Regions from separate parts of the Mus musculus genome. Here all the other regions are linked to region 1. Evidence: chromatin contacts called from public HiChIP or PLAC-seq data. All regions are on one chromosome and are shown on one strand. Each heading gives the region's core, a stretch centred on a gene start, on an enhancer-like site or on the middle of the called end of the contact. The rest is flanking DNA. Distances are from core to core; before and after follow the strand shown.

Evidence for each region. HiChIP or PLAC-seq counts read pairs in DNA pulled down with a chosen protein or histone mark.
Region 2: a BATF HiChIP or PLAC-seq map of CD8 T cells shows a contact between it and region 1, with 28 read pairs. The contact joins two enhancer-like sites. A contact is called at or near these places in 2 of 15 datasets of contacts at CTCF or cohesin (CD8 T cells and the NIH/3T3 cell line), 1 of 484 Hi-C or Micro-C datasets (CD4 T cells), 2 of 115 datasets of contacts at active chromatin or transcription factors (CD8 T cells and Th17 cells) and 1 of 9 other capture datasets (liver).
Region 3: a contact with region 1 is called in a BATF HiChIP or PLAC-seq map of CD8 T cells, with 14 read pairs. The contact joins two enhancer-like sites. A contact is called at or near these places in 1 of 15 datasets of contacts at CTCF or cohesin (CD8 T cells), 1 of 484 Hi-C or Micro-C datasets (bone marrow-derived macrophages), 3 of 115 datasets of contacts at active chromatin or transcription factors (CD8 T cells, a beta-TC-6 cell line and memory CD8 T cells) and 1 of 9 other capture datasets (liver).

What each region holds. Positions count from the first base shown.
Region 1 is chr8:81,700,792-81,704,736 of GRCm38.p6, forward strand. The region is part of intron 2 of Inpp4b (inositol polyphosphate-4-phosphatase, type II); the gene reads left to right. Among named protein-coding and RNA genes, the nearest start is that of Gm51582, 360 kb to the left of the region's middle. Within about 2 kb of position 1,425, at least 26 of the 459 cell types and tissues checked have an H3K27ac peak or open chromatin away from gene starts, as enhancers often do. A contact at or near this core is called in CD8 T cells and Th17 cells, where this site is marked.
Region 2 is chr8:81,634,603-81,638,177 of GRCm38.p6, forward strand. All of the region lies in intron 2 of Inpp4b (inositol polyphosphate-4-phosphatase, type II), which reads left to right. Among named protein-coding and RNA genes, the nearest start is that of Gm51582, 290 kb to the left of the region's middle. Within about 2 kb of position 1,784, at least 33 of the 459 cell types and tissues checked have an H3K27ac peak or open chromatin away from gene starts, as enhancers often do. A contact at or near this core is called in CD8 T cells and Th17 cells, where this site is marked.
Region 3 is chr8:81,806,344-81,810,215 of GRCm38.p6, forward strand. All of the region lies in intron 7 of Inpp4b (inositol polyphosphate-4-phosphatase, type II), which reads left to right. Among named protein-coding and RNA genes, the nearest start is that of Gm25267, 340 kb to the right of the region's middle. Within about 2 kb of position 1,423, at least 36 of the 459 cell types and tissues checked have an H3K27ac peak or open chromatin away from gene starts, as enhancers often do. A contact at or near this core is called in CD8 T cells, where this site is marked.

The DNA of each region.
Region 1 (3,945 bases), core at 175-2,674:
CAGAAGTGGATGCTCACAGTCAGCTAATGGATGGATCACAGGGCTCCCAATGGAGGAGCTAGAGAAAGTACCCAAGGAGCTAAAGGGATCTGCAACCCTATAGGTGGAACAACATTATGAACTAACCAGTACCCCGGAGCTCTTGACTCTAGCTGCATATGTATCAAAAGATGGCCTAGTTGGCCATCACTGGAAAGAGAGGCCCATTGGACATGCAAACTTCATATGCCCCAGTACAGGGGAACGCCAGGGCCAAATAGGGGGAGTGGGTGGGTAGGGGAGTTGGGGTGGGTGGGTATGGGGGACTTTTGGTATAGCATTGGAAATGTAAATGAGCTAAATACCTAATAAAAATGGAAAAAAAAGACTTAAAAAAAATAAAATAAAAATATTGTAAAAATGGTACTCTGCTCAACTTTCAATAGATTGGAGTCAAGGTGTTAACATGAGCCAGTTCATGAGATTAGATTGATGACATTTAACCATTGTCCAGGAAATTTGTCCAGTTTGAAGTGCTAAAATTTCATGTTTATACAGTATTATCTCATAGTTGATAAGGCTGGTTGAACTTTAAGCAAAGCCTATGTGCTTTTCCTGATATAATGATATTTTTGTTTCCCTCTATTAGTCATGATTGTAGTTTGGTTTTAATGTGTAATTTTTTCAGCATATTTCATACAGTCATCATAATTCCTACACAGGCTCTTAAATATTTTAATTTAAAATTACTTCTTTATTAACATCCATGTATTGTCTTATTATTTTTTTTCTAATGTTTAACTATCTCTCTTATTTTTCTCACCATGAAAAGGATGCAGAGACTAATGCCATCAGAAGGATTGCTGCTTTGTGTCTCAGAGAGCTTTTTGTTCTAGTGTCTTCTATGCACTAGAGCACATGAGATAAAGCCCATGACCTCTCCTGAGCCAGCTTTAAATGTTTGGAGGAAGTGGATGTCCACCTTCCTTAACTTCCCAGTGCTAATCATGTGCCTGTTGGCTTATGTTCAGGGGGATGACCTAGTTGTATTTTTGACTGAAATGTGACTTAACAGTTTTTAGCTCAGAGGTGCCTTCTTCTCTAAGTTTGATGAAGTTGGGAGATTTCCAGAAAAGTATCACACTCATGCTGATTTTACTGAATCTTCATTGTTCACATAATAATGGTGTGCAGTGTTTTTCAAAAACATATACCTTATTTTATAAATTCTCTTTACATGTTCCCTTACTCCCTAAATAAATGGCAATGATTTCCTTATATAAAGACATGGTATCAAAAAGTTAAAAGTTAATAGATATATTAACAAAGCACAGTATCACAAGCCACCATATCATAAATAATTTAATTCTAAAAGGATACAAGGGAAGCGGTTTCTCTGTGATGTATAAAAGACTTCCAGTGAGCTGGTGAAATGTCAGCAGGTCAAAGATGATGCAGTGTTCACAGAGAGGATGTGAGAAACCACAAAACAAGGCTGATTCCATGCAGAGAACCAATGAGGACTAGAAATGGGCAGCTGCTTAACATCTCAGATGAACTTGTGTGAAGCAGTTTATTTTTATTTATATGATAATGGAAATAATATTCTTGGGAAGAGGATCTTTCCTTTTGGATCACTGATTTATGTTGTCCAAGCTGTGTTAACTGCTTGTAGTTATCATACTTTCCTGATTGTCTTTAGTTTTTATGTATCTCACATACAGTTTTATGAAAGCCCTTTGTGTACTTCCTTATGGAGATATCCAGCTCTGGTCCAGGCATATGCCTGGTGCCTGCCATGGACCAGTTGAGTATCATAAATGCATTGTGATGAGAGATAGACAGCTACTTTTCAGAGATCCTGTCCCTCTTTTAGAATTATAATACATATTCTCAGCCTCGTATTTCTTGCCTCTCAACTGAACTATTGGAAATACCCAACATTGGCCAGTAAATGCCCAGTCTGTCTCACCCTTCATCTCTCTACTGGATGCACGGGTGACTAAGTACTCTTCAGGTGATATGCAGAGTGTGTGTGTGTGTGTGTCACTAGGTTTCTGAAGGATTTCATTAAGCAGATTCCTTCTTCACCTGCATGTTCCCTTTACACACCAAATTAGATTCTTGAGTAAAGAGCTTAAGTGACTAAACTTTCAAAGTTAACTATCACAAAACACGGTACTACCCAGATAATGGAAGAAATAAATACTGTTCAGTAAGTGTATCTGGGGCCAGCTAGAAGTCAACATGTGCCTTCAATGATGACTATGCAAGCTTTGCCTAATTTTAGGTAGGGCAGCTCTTATTTGAAATAAGAACATCAAAATAAGTATTGAAATATTTAGCATACAGAAGATGCATCTGTTGGTTTTCAACCACAGAACAAAATCCACACCTGGAGTGATAATCAGAAGAATCATGACATCAAACTTCTGCTGGCCACTTCATTTGACACTTCCACTTATTGATGGAAAGGAAATCAGGGCTTAAATAAAATAATGTTGATCAGTAGCTTGTAGGTTTATATTTCACATGATCAATGACTTGAGTTCTAATCTTTATTAGAAAACATTACCACATTTTAGATATCGTTGGGCCAGTTAGAAAGCTCAGTGTGTAAAGGTACTTGATCTCAACTAAGCCTGAGATTGATCCCTGAAAACCACAGAATTGAGAGAACAGAATCTGCAAATTCTCCTCTGATCTCCATGTGCCCAAACACACAGAAATATCCATATGTACACACACAAACACAAACACACACACACACACACACACACACACACACACACACACCACCAAATGTCATAAAATTTAGGAGGAAATGAGTAAGCTAATACTTTATACAGTTGGTCCTACAGATCCTATCCATGGCTTTGCCATGTTAGTAGAGCACTACTAGATGGGCATCACATCTTTCTACATTATTGCTAAAGTGGCTTCTACACTTTGACTTTACAAGTCTTAAAATTGCTAGACTGAGAATCAACCTCACTAACTAACCACTTCCTTCTTAGGGGTTTTTATTTCCCATGATCAACAACTTAAGACTTCTAATCTTTATTAGAAAACAAGTTATCCAAGTTTAAGTATCTTCGGATCAGATAGAAGATTTAGTGGGCAACAATACTCTAGGTTTTGTTTTTATATCTGGCTACCTGCTTCAAGGAAAAAGTAAATAAAATTGGAAAGTTTTGTTTTCCTCAGTTTAAATCTTGGTATGTTGTATTGGATTCCAAATTTCTTTTGAAGTTAGAACCCAGGAACAGCAGAAAATTTGTTTACTTCTCATGTATCAAAGAAGTGATGAATCCAAGCTCTGAAGAGGCAGAGAGACTATGGAACCGTCCATCTCTGCTTTAGAGTAACACATTACCCAGGAAACTGTGGTTTGGTGTAGAAGCATGTATCTGAACATCTCCTGAGCAGGAAAGCTAACCCAGAGGTTTAAGAACTGAGCATCTCAGCTGGGTAGTAAAGAATGTTCATAATCACCAAAAGAACATTTCAGAAATGTGTTTTGGCTCAATATGGAAAACCAGGTGATTTTTGGCAATGCTGAATGCCTTCTGCATTCCATGCACGTTAACACTCTCTCATTAAAGCTACAACCTCTGGCCCAAGAGAAAGAGATTCTTACTGAAGATAAGGAAAAAAGACAACACTGCTAATCTAACATTTGATAATAACTTAAGGCTTTGAAAAGGTGTTTCTTCAACTAATAAAAGAAAATTAAAATTTTAATTTAGCTTAGAAAAATCATTTTCACCTGTGGTTGAAATGTATTTTATTTCTCATATACTATATGCCAATTCTGTTTCTTTTCTCTCCACCACTCCTAGTTTCTCCACATCTCCCCTCCCATTCATCTCCAACAGTGTAAATCAAAGAGTTTGTGGCTGGATTGATACTTCCTTTTATTGGTAGCATGCAGATTACCTACCTGTACCAAAGATTCTAGAAAAT
Region 2 (3,575 bases), core at 534-3,033, 66 kb before region 1:
TGAATCCCCATTTTTAAAAACACTCCAGATTGTTGGCTGCCCTTCGTGCCATGTAGATTTAATCAATTTAGCAGTGGGTATTGAGTATGTTCAGTGTTTAAAAAATAATGATCACAAAGAAGGAGTATAGCACACCACTTATGTAAGGGCTGAGTGGATGATTAGCAATCAAGACCAAGCTGTGCTATTTGCTTCCTATCGTGTAAAGGTCATGTGCAGTGAACAGTTCTGTTTTGCAAAATCCTCAGTTTCAGATGAGAATGGTGTTGTTTAGATTTTGTTTAAGTATACAGAAAGATATTCCAGTGTGGTTTAAAGTTGATAGAAGGTCATAAAAATGATACATTTTTTTAAAAGAATGGTTCCATCTTAAACTTGTACCCAATTCAGTTTTATACTATTTTCTTCAAATTTTATTGGTAAATTATGAAATAATTTGAAGTATTTATTTGGAGTGATTTTGAAGCTATTTGGAAACAATTCTTCAATTAGAGAGCTGCTTTAATTTCCTCCTGCATTTTCAGCTAATAGCTAGTTGCTAAGGCTTGGTAGGCATTCTCCCCCATGCCTGCTTCTCTCTTCTTTCCACTGGTAATTTTTTCCATTGTTCATGAGAGCAACATCTTGTATGTAGTTCTCCAGTCTCTGTACAAGGTGAGTATGCTGGACTTCCTTTAAGGACCCTATCACTCCACTCTCTCATTGCAATAAGAACCTATTTCTCCCACTGCCCATTGCCATCACCTTCAGAACCAGTGATGACTCAGAACTCGCCAATTTTAGTCAAAATTTACTACTTGCATTTTCCTGCACAATCTATGGACTACACTCATTGTCCTGATATTTAAGTGTTATTGACTTGATCACTTCTTTTAAAACTTTAAAAATATTAGCCAACATGGCAATGTTGTCACTTACATTATAACACAACCTCTATGCAACTGTTCAGTGGTCCCTGGTTACAAGACAAAATCAGTGTGTGAGGAAACAGAGCAGGAGACATACCCAATGTGAGTAGTCACTACTTGTTAAAAGTTGATCACAGTTGTTAAGTGCATGCATTTTAGCACAACCCTACAGTAAATCTGTATAAAATGTGGGGACTACAAGTGGAACAGAACAAATCACATCACAGAACAAATACATAGTGTGCTGAGGGGAGTCTGGATATGCTCAAAGTGGATGTCCAAGGCCGTGTGTGTGTGTGTGTGTGTGTGTGTGTATGTTTGTCTGTGTGCTTGTGTGTGTATGTGTGTGTGTGTTATAAATGCAGTTCAATTATCTTTCCACTTTTTGCTGATAAGCATAATCAAACTCAACTAGCAGCAACATTCTCATGCTTCTAAAGAGTCATTTCAATTTTGGGCAAAGGCCAATGACCACAACTTTAAATTGCACATTAAAACAGGGTCTATCTCATTTCTGTAGCTGGGATAAGGCACTTTGACCAAAAGTAACTTAGTAGGTAAAAGCTTCTATTTGATTTATGTTGTCAGGTCATAGTCCATCACTGCTGGAAGTCCAGGCAGGAAATCAAAGTCAAGCCTACTTTCTATTTTATGCAGTGTTTCTCTGGACTAGGTAACTAAAGCGCATCCAAGTGAGTACAGCAGAAACTCCAGGGGAAAGGTGCTTCTTGACTCATGGAGGCTCATCCTCAGCTGGCTTCCTCATACAGCTCAGGACCTCCTGTCCAAAAAATTATAACACCCACAGAGGGCTGAGCTCTCCATTGCCAGTTAGAAATCAAGACAATCCCCCACCCACATGGTTACAGGCCAATTTGGTCTAGGGAATTCCCCAGCTGTGTTTCCCTTCTGAGAAATCAAGTGTGTGTGAAGTTGACAGTTGAAGCTAGAATAAGCAGTAACTTGGTTTCAATAAAACTGCATATCTAGCTATCTGATAATGGTTGCTAACATTTAGATCAGTTAACAAAGGTGTAAATAGATTATTTTAAGTACGTAAATTTTTTTGTTTCAGTGTCATGTAATGTAAGACACTAAGTATTGAATGCCAGCCACACATATTATGAACATGAGTTTTGATTCTAAGAATAACATTTGACTTAGACCTTTTGCTTCCTTAACATCACCAGAGAATGTATATGCAAACAACAAATGAGGAAAGGCCCTACCCTGAGGTACTTGGCCAATAAAATAAATGTTTGAAGTCAAGCCATTGCTCATTTCAAAGTCAGTGGATAAATAATGCTTGCCCGTCTGCTGTCTGTGGCAACAACAAAGCTTAGATTGCCTGACAACAGATAGGAACACAAATGTAATATAAAGTTAGCCTTCCAAATTTCATGAAAAACAACAAAAATTAAAACTTATGAAAGGTAAGGACAGAATTATTGGTTTTGAAAAAAATATTCTTACTCAAAACAAACTATTTATTATATTGTATGTTAAGTTTCATTTTATGCCTTACATAGAAAAACAAAATCAAGGAAGATGAAGTTTCATACATCCAAAGCCACATATAATATTATTTATGTACTGAGTCATTCCTAGGGTTGGGCAGAAAGATTTATTATTTTGGCTGAGTTTTGGAGTAGATACAATAAATTTTTAGATAAAGGAGCAACTATGGAAGCAAAATAATATATTTTCAAAATTATAGGTGAGCTAGTATATTATGTACTTTGGAAAAAACATGTTTATTGAGGGAATTTTCATAGACTTTTATAGAGAGGAGAGTTACCAAGACTCTCTATGTCCCATGACTCTTTTTCCTTAGAGCCAAAGTGGGCAGCAGCTATCTCTCTCTTTTTCATTCCATTTTTATTAGGTATTTTATTCATTTGCATTTCAAATGCTATCCTGAAAGTCCCCCATACCACCCTCCCCTACCCACCCACTCCCATTTCTTGGCCCTGGTGTTCCCCTGTACTGGGGAATATAAAGTTTTCAAGACCAAGGGACCTCTCTTCCCAATGATGGCTGACTAGGCCATCTTCTGCTACATATGCAGCTAGAGACCCATAATCAGCCTCCAAAAGCAGACACCATTGCAATATGCCAGCAAGATTTTGCTGAAAGGACTCTGATATAGCTGTCTCTTGTGAGGCTATGCTGGTACCTGGCAAACACAGAAGTGGATGCTCACAGTCAGCTACTGGATGGAACACAGGGCCCCCAATGGAGGAGCTAGAGAAAGTACCCAAGTAGCTAAAGGGGTCTGCAACCCTATAGGTGGAACAACAATATGAACTAACCAGTACCCCAGAGCAGGTGTCTCTTATCAGTCAGGACCTTGCTTGGTTAGTCACCTCTCTTGTGTTGTTTTTTACTGTGTTTCCAAAACTACGAGGAGAAGTGTAGTGAATACTTATTCTTAAAAATGATATTTGTAATCGTCTTCAATTCCCATAATGACAAATACAGAATCAGAGTTTTAGATATAAGGAGCTGTCTTAATTAGGGTTTCCATTGTTGTAAAGAGACACCATAACCAAGGCAACTCTTATAAAGGACAACATTTAATTGGGGCTGGCTTACAGTATCATCATGGTGGGAAGCATGGCATCGTGCAGGCAAACGTGGTGCTGGAGAAAGAGCTGAGAGTTTTAC
Region 3 (3,872 bases), core at 173-2,672, 110 kb after region 1:
ACCTTAGCTACAATACACTAATTAAATCACATAGTAGAGAAATGACTTGACTTATTAAATACAAGTTGATTTGGAAAGAAATTTCATTGACAATAAATTGTTGCAAATAAAGATGCACAGAGCTCTGTACTTAGGGACACATCAGAAACCATATATCAAAGAAAGTGGGATTTTGAGAGTAAGAAAATGCATGCAAAATGATATTCTATGATGTTCACATATCATAATATACTAATTGAGAAAGAATTAGAGCTAGTGTGTTTAAATACCATGGCCAGTTCACCAGAAACACCCAAAGTCTCTCTCTCTCTCTCTCTCTCTCTCTCTCTCTCTCTCTCTCTCTCTCTCTCTTTCTCTCTCTGTGTGTGTGTGTGTGTGTGTGTGTGTGTGTGTGTGTGTGTGTGTGTGTGTGTGTGTGTGTACTAGAGAGAGACAGGGACAGAGAATGGGGGTAATATGGGGTGCTGGTTAGGTATGGTTGCTACATGGAAGGAATGGAGTCTGTGAGCCATAGTTGCTAGATTGACTTCTTAAGGCCACTGAAAGGCCCAGTCCTGCAAACACAGTCCCTACAGTGTCATAACATCTGACCAGTCAGGTCAAACTTCCCCCTCTCTCCCTCCTCCTCTCTCTGCCCTGTCCTTACTTCAGGAACAGGGAGGAGAAGAGCCTGGAGCTCCCCCTAGAGGCTAACACACACTTGCCAATTAGAGATGCTGTATTATATATAGCAATGCTAGTGTTTTCAGCCTTGACAATTTAATGATAAATATGCTACTGTAAGCCCTACTTAATACCCTCAAACTTTTGAAGGATAATGTTAAAATGTTCACAGTTGCACCACATTCATAAAATATTAAAGTATTATGCTTAACATAATTTAGTATTTAGTAGTAGAAGTAGTGGTGTGTGTGTGTGTGTGTGTGTGTGTGTGTGTGTGTGTGTGTGTGTGTGTGTGTGTGTGTGAGCTTGTGGATGCCAGAAGCCAATGTCTAGTGTCTTTACCCCTTTGTGATTTGAAAGTTGCTCACTGAACCTGACGCATATCCATTCTGGCCTCTCATTCTGGCCTCTCAGATGGGTGCGGTTATCTGCCTGTTGGATCTTCTCCACTGGGCTTACAGTCATGAATCCTCACACAGGCATGAGTCCTGGGGATCTGCACTCAGGTCCCCATGCTCCTGTAGCATCTACTTTACCAATGAGCCATCTCTCCTAACTCCACTTTTAAATTATTAGTATGTGTTTTTGGGTAGAGCTCTGAGCATTAGTGATTCAGTGTACAGGGACTCTCTAAAGTGGAGTGATAAAGTTTAATTACCTGAGTGATGGGGAGACACGATGCTATGGATTTCCCAGACAGCACATTCATAACTCAATAGGCTGCTTGTCAGCAAAAGCTGCCATGCACAACTGAGCGCATGACTGCTGTGAGAAACGGCTTCCGGCAGGAAATTCCACTCACCAGTACACAGGGGCACCTTGGAAGCTCTCACTTGCTAACATCTCTCAACGACAGATTGTGATGATATTGGTGTTATAAAATCAGTTTACACTTTCAGAGCCATCTCATTGAAAACGAATAAAGAAGAGAAGCAGAAACATTTGTTTTATTTTGTTTCTTTTTTATCCTCTTTTGATTTCTGTCTATTGTGTGCCATTAGCCCCCAAAAGGAGTTTCAGTATTTAACTAGGATTTTAAATAGGATACCAATTTTCCCACTTATTGGAGTAGGCAAGGTGACTAAGCCTGATAATGCTCTTACCACCAAGCTCAAGAGCCCGAGTTCCACCCCTAGGTCCTACATGGTCAAAGGAGGGAACCAACTCCCATAATTTGTCCTCCAACTTTCATATATGGACCATGATATAAGCATCACTACTACATACATAAACTAAATAAATGTGAAAAAGATATATTGGTGAGTCATAAACATATGGTTGGAAAAATGTATAGTATAGTGTATACATGTGCTAATATATGCACACATGAGATTGTGCATATATTAATTGAATATATTAAAATTTATTTTTAAAATAAAAATTTGTATTCATAACATACAAAACATGTCTTAACATATTCATACAGCATAAGCAATACAAATATAATTGCAACTTTAATTTCCCCCGTGTCAATTCTGATGTTGTGGAAAGAAGAGAAAGGGCTCATGTCTCTGCTTTTACTTTCTTTGGTTGTCTTCCTGTCACTAGTTGCCAAGAGCCACTGAGGAAGTATTTGTGACACTTTCACCAACTTGATTAGGCTTTGACCATTGTCTCCCACTGTGCTGTGCAGGAATTCCTGTAATTTATAAGCACACAAAGCAGCCTTTACAAGCAGAGTCACTGAACAGACAAGAAGAAAGAGAAGTACATTGCTTGGCCAAGCAGAGTAAGGAAACCCCTCTCTGGAGAGCTGGACTGAGTACCCCATAAGAAAGGAGTGTCTGCTTCCATTCTTATTGATCACTTCCATGTCTGCTTCCCTTCTTGCTGTACACTTCCATGTCTGCTTCCGTTTATTATTATTATTATTACTATTATTATTATTAAATTTCTTTATTTACATTTCAAATGTTATCCCCTTTCCTGGTTTTCCCTCCAGAAACCCCCTATCAGATCCCTGCTCCCCAACCCACTCACTCCTGCTTCCTGGCCCTGGCATTCCCCTATACTGGGGCATAGAATCTTCACAGGACCAAGGGCCTCTTCTTGCATTGATGACCAACTAGGCCATCCTCTGCTACATATGCAGCTAAAGCCACAAGTTCCACCATGTGTTTTCGTTGATTGGTGGTTTAGTTCCAAGGAGCTCTGGGGGTACTGGTTAGTTCATATTGTTCCCCCTATAGGGCTGCAAAACCCTTTCAGCTTCTTGGGTCCTTTCTCTAGCTCCTTCATGGGGACCCTGTGCTCTGTCCAATGGATGGCTTTGAGCATCCACTTCTGTATTTGTCAGGTACTGGCAGAGCCTCTCAGGAGATAGCTTTATCAGTCTCCTGTCAGCAAGCTCTTGTTGGCATCCGCAATAGTGTCTGGGTTTGGTGGTTGTTTATGGGATGGATTCCCAGGTGGGGTAGTCTCTGGGTGGTCATTCCTTCAGTCTCTGCTTCAGACTTTGTCTCTGTAACTCCTTCCATGGGTATTTTGTTCCTCCTTCTAAGAGGAATTAAAGTATCCACACTTTGGTCTTCCTTCTTCTTGAGTTTCAAGTGGTTTATGAATTTTATCTTGGGTGTTATGAGCTTCTGGGCTAATATCCAATTTTCAGTGAGTGCATATCATGTGTGTTCTTTTGTGATTGGGTTACCTCACTTTAGATGATATCCTCCAGATCCATCTATTTGTGTTAATATTTCATAAGTCCATTGTTTTTAATAGCTGAGTAGTACTCCATTGTGTAAATGTACTACATTTTCTGTATCTATTCCTCTGTTGAGGGGCATCTGGGTTCTTTCCAGCTTCTGGCTATTATAAATAAGGCTGCTATGAACATAGTGGAGCATGTGTCCTTATTACAAGTTGGAACATCTTCTGGGTATATGCTCAGGAGATGTATTGCTGGATCTTCAGGTAACACTATGTCCAGCTTTCTGAGGAACCACCAGACTGATTTCCAGAGTGGTTGTACCAGCTTGCAATCACCAACAGCGGAGGACTGTTCCTCTTTCTCCACATCCTGGTCAACATCTGGTGTCATCTGAGCTTTTGATCTTAGCTATTCTGACTGGTGTGAGATGGAATCTCAGGGTTGTTTTGATTTGCATTTCCCTGATGATTAAGGATGTTGAACTTTTTTTTTTTTTAGGTAATTCTCACCTATTCGATATTCCTCAATTGAGAATTCTTTGTTTAGCTTTGTATCCCATTTT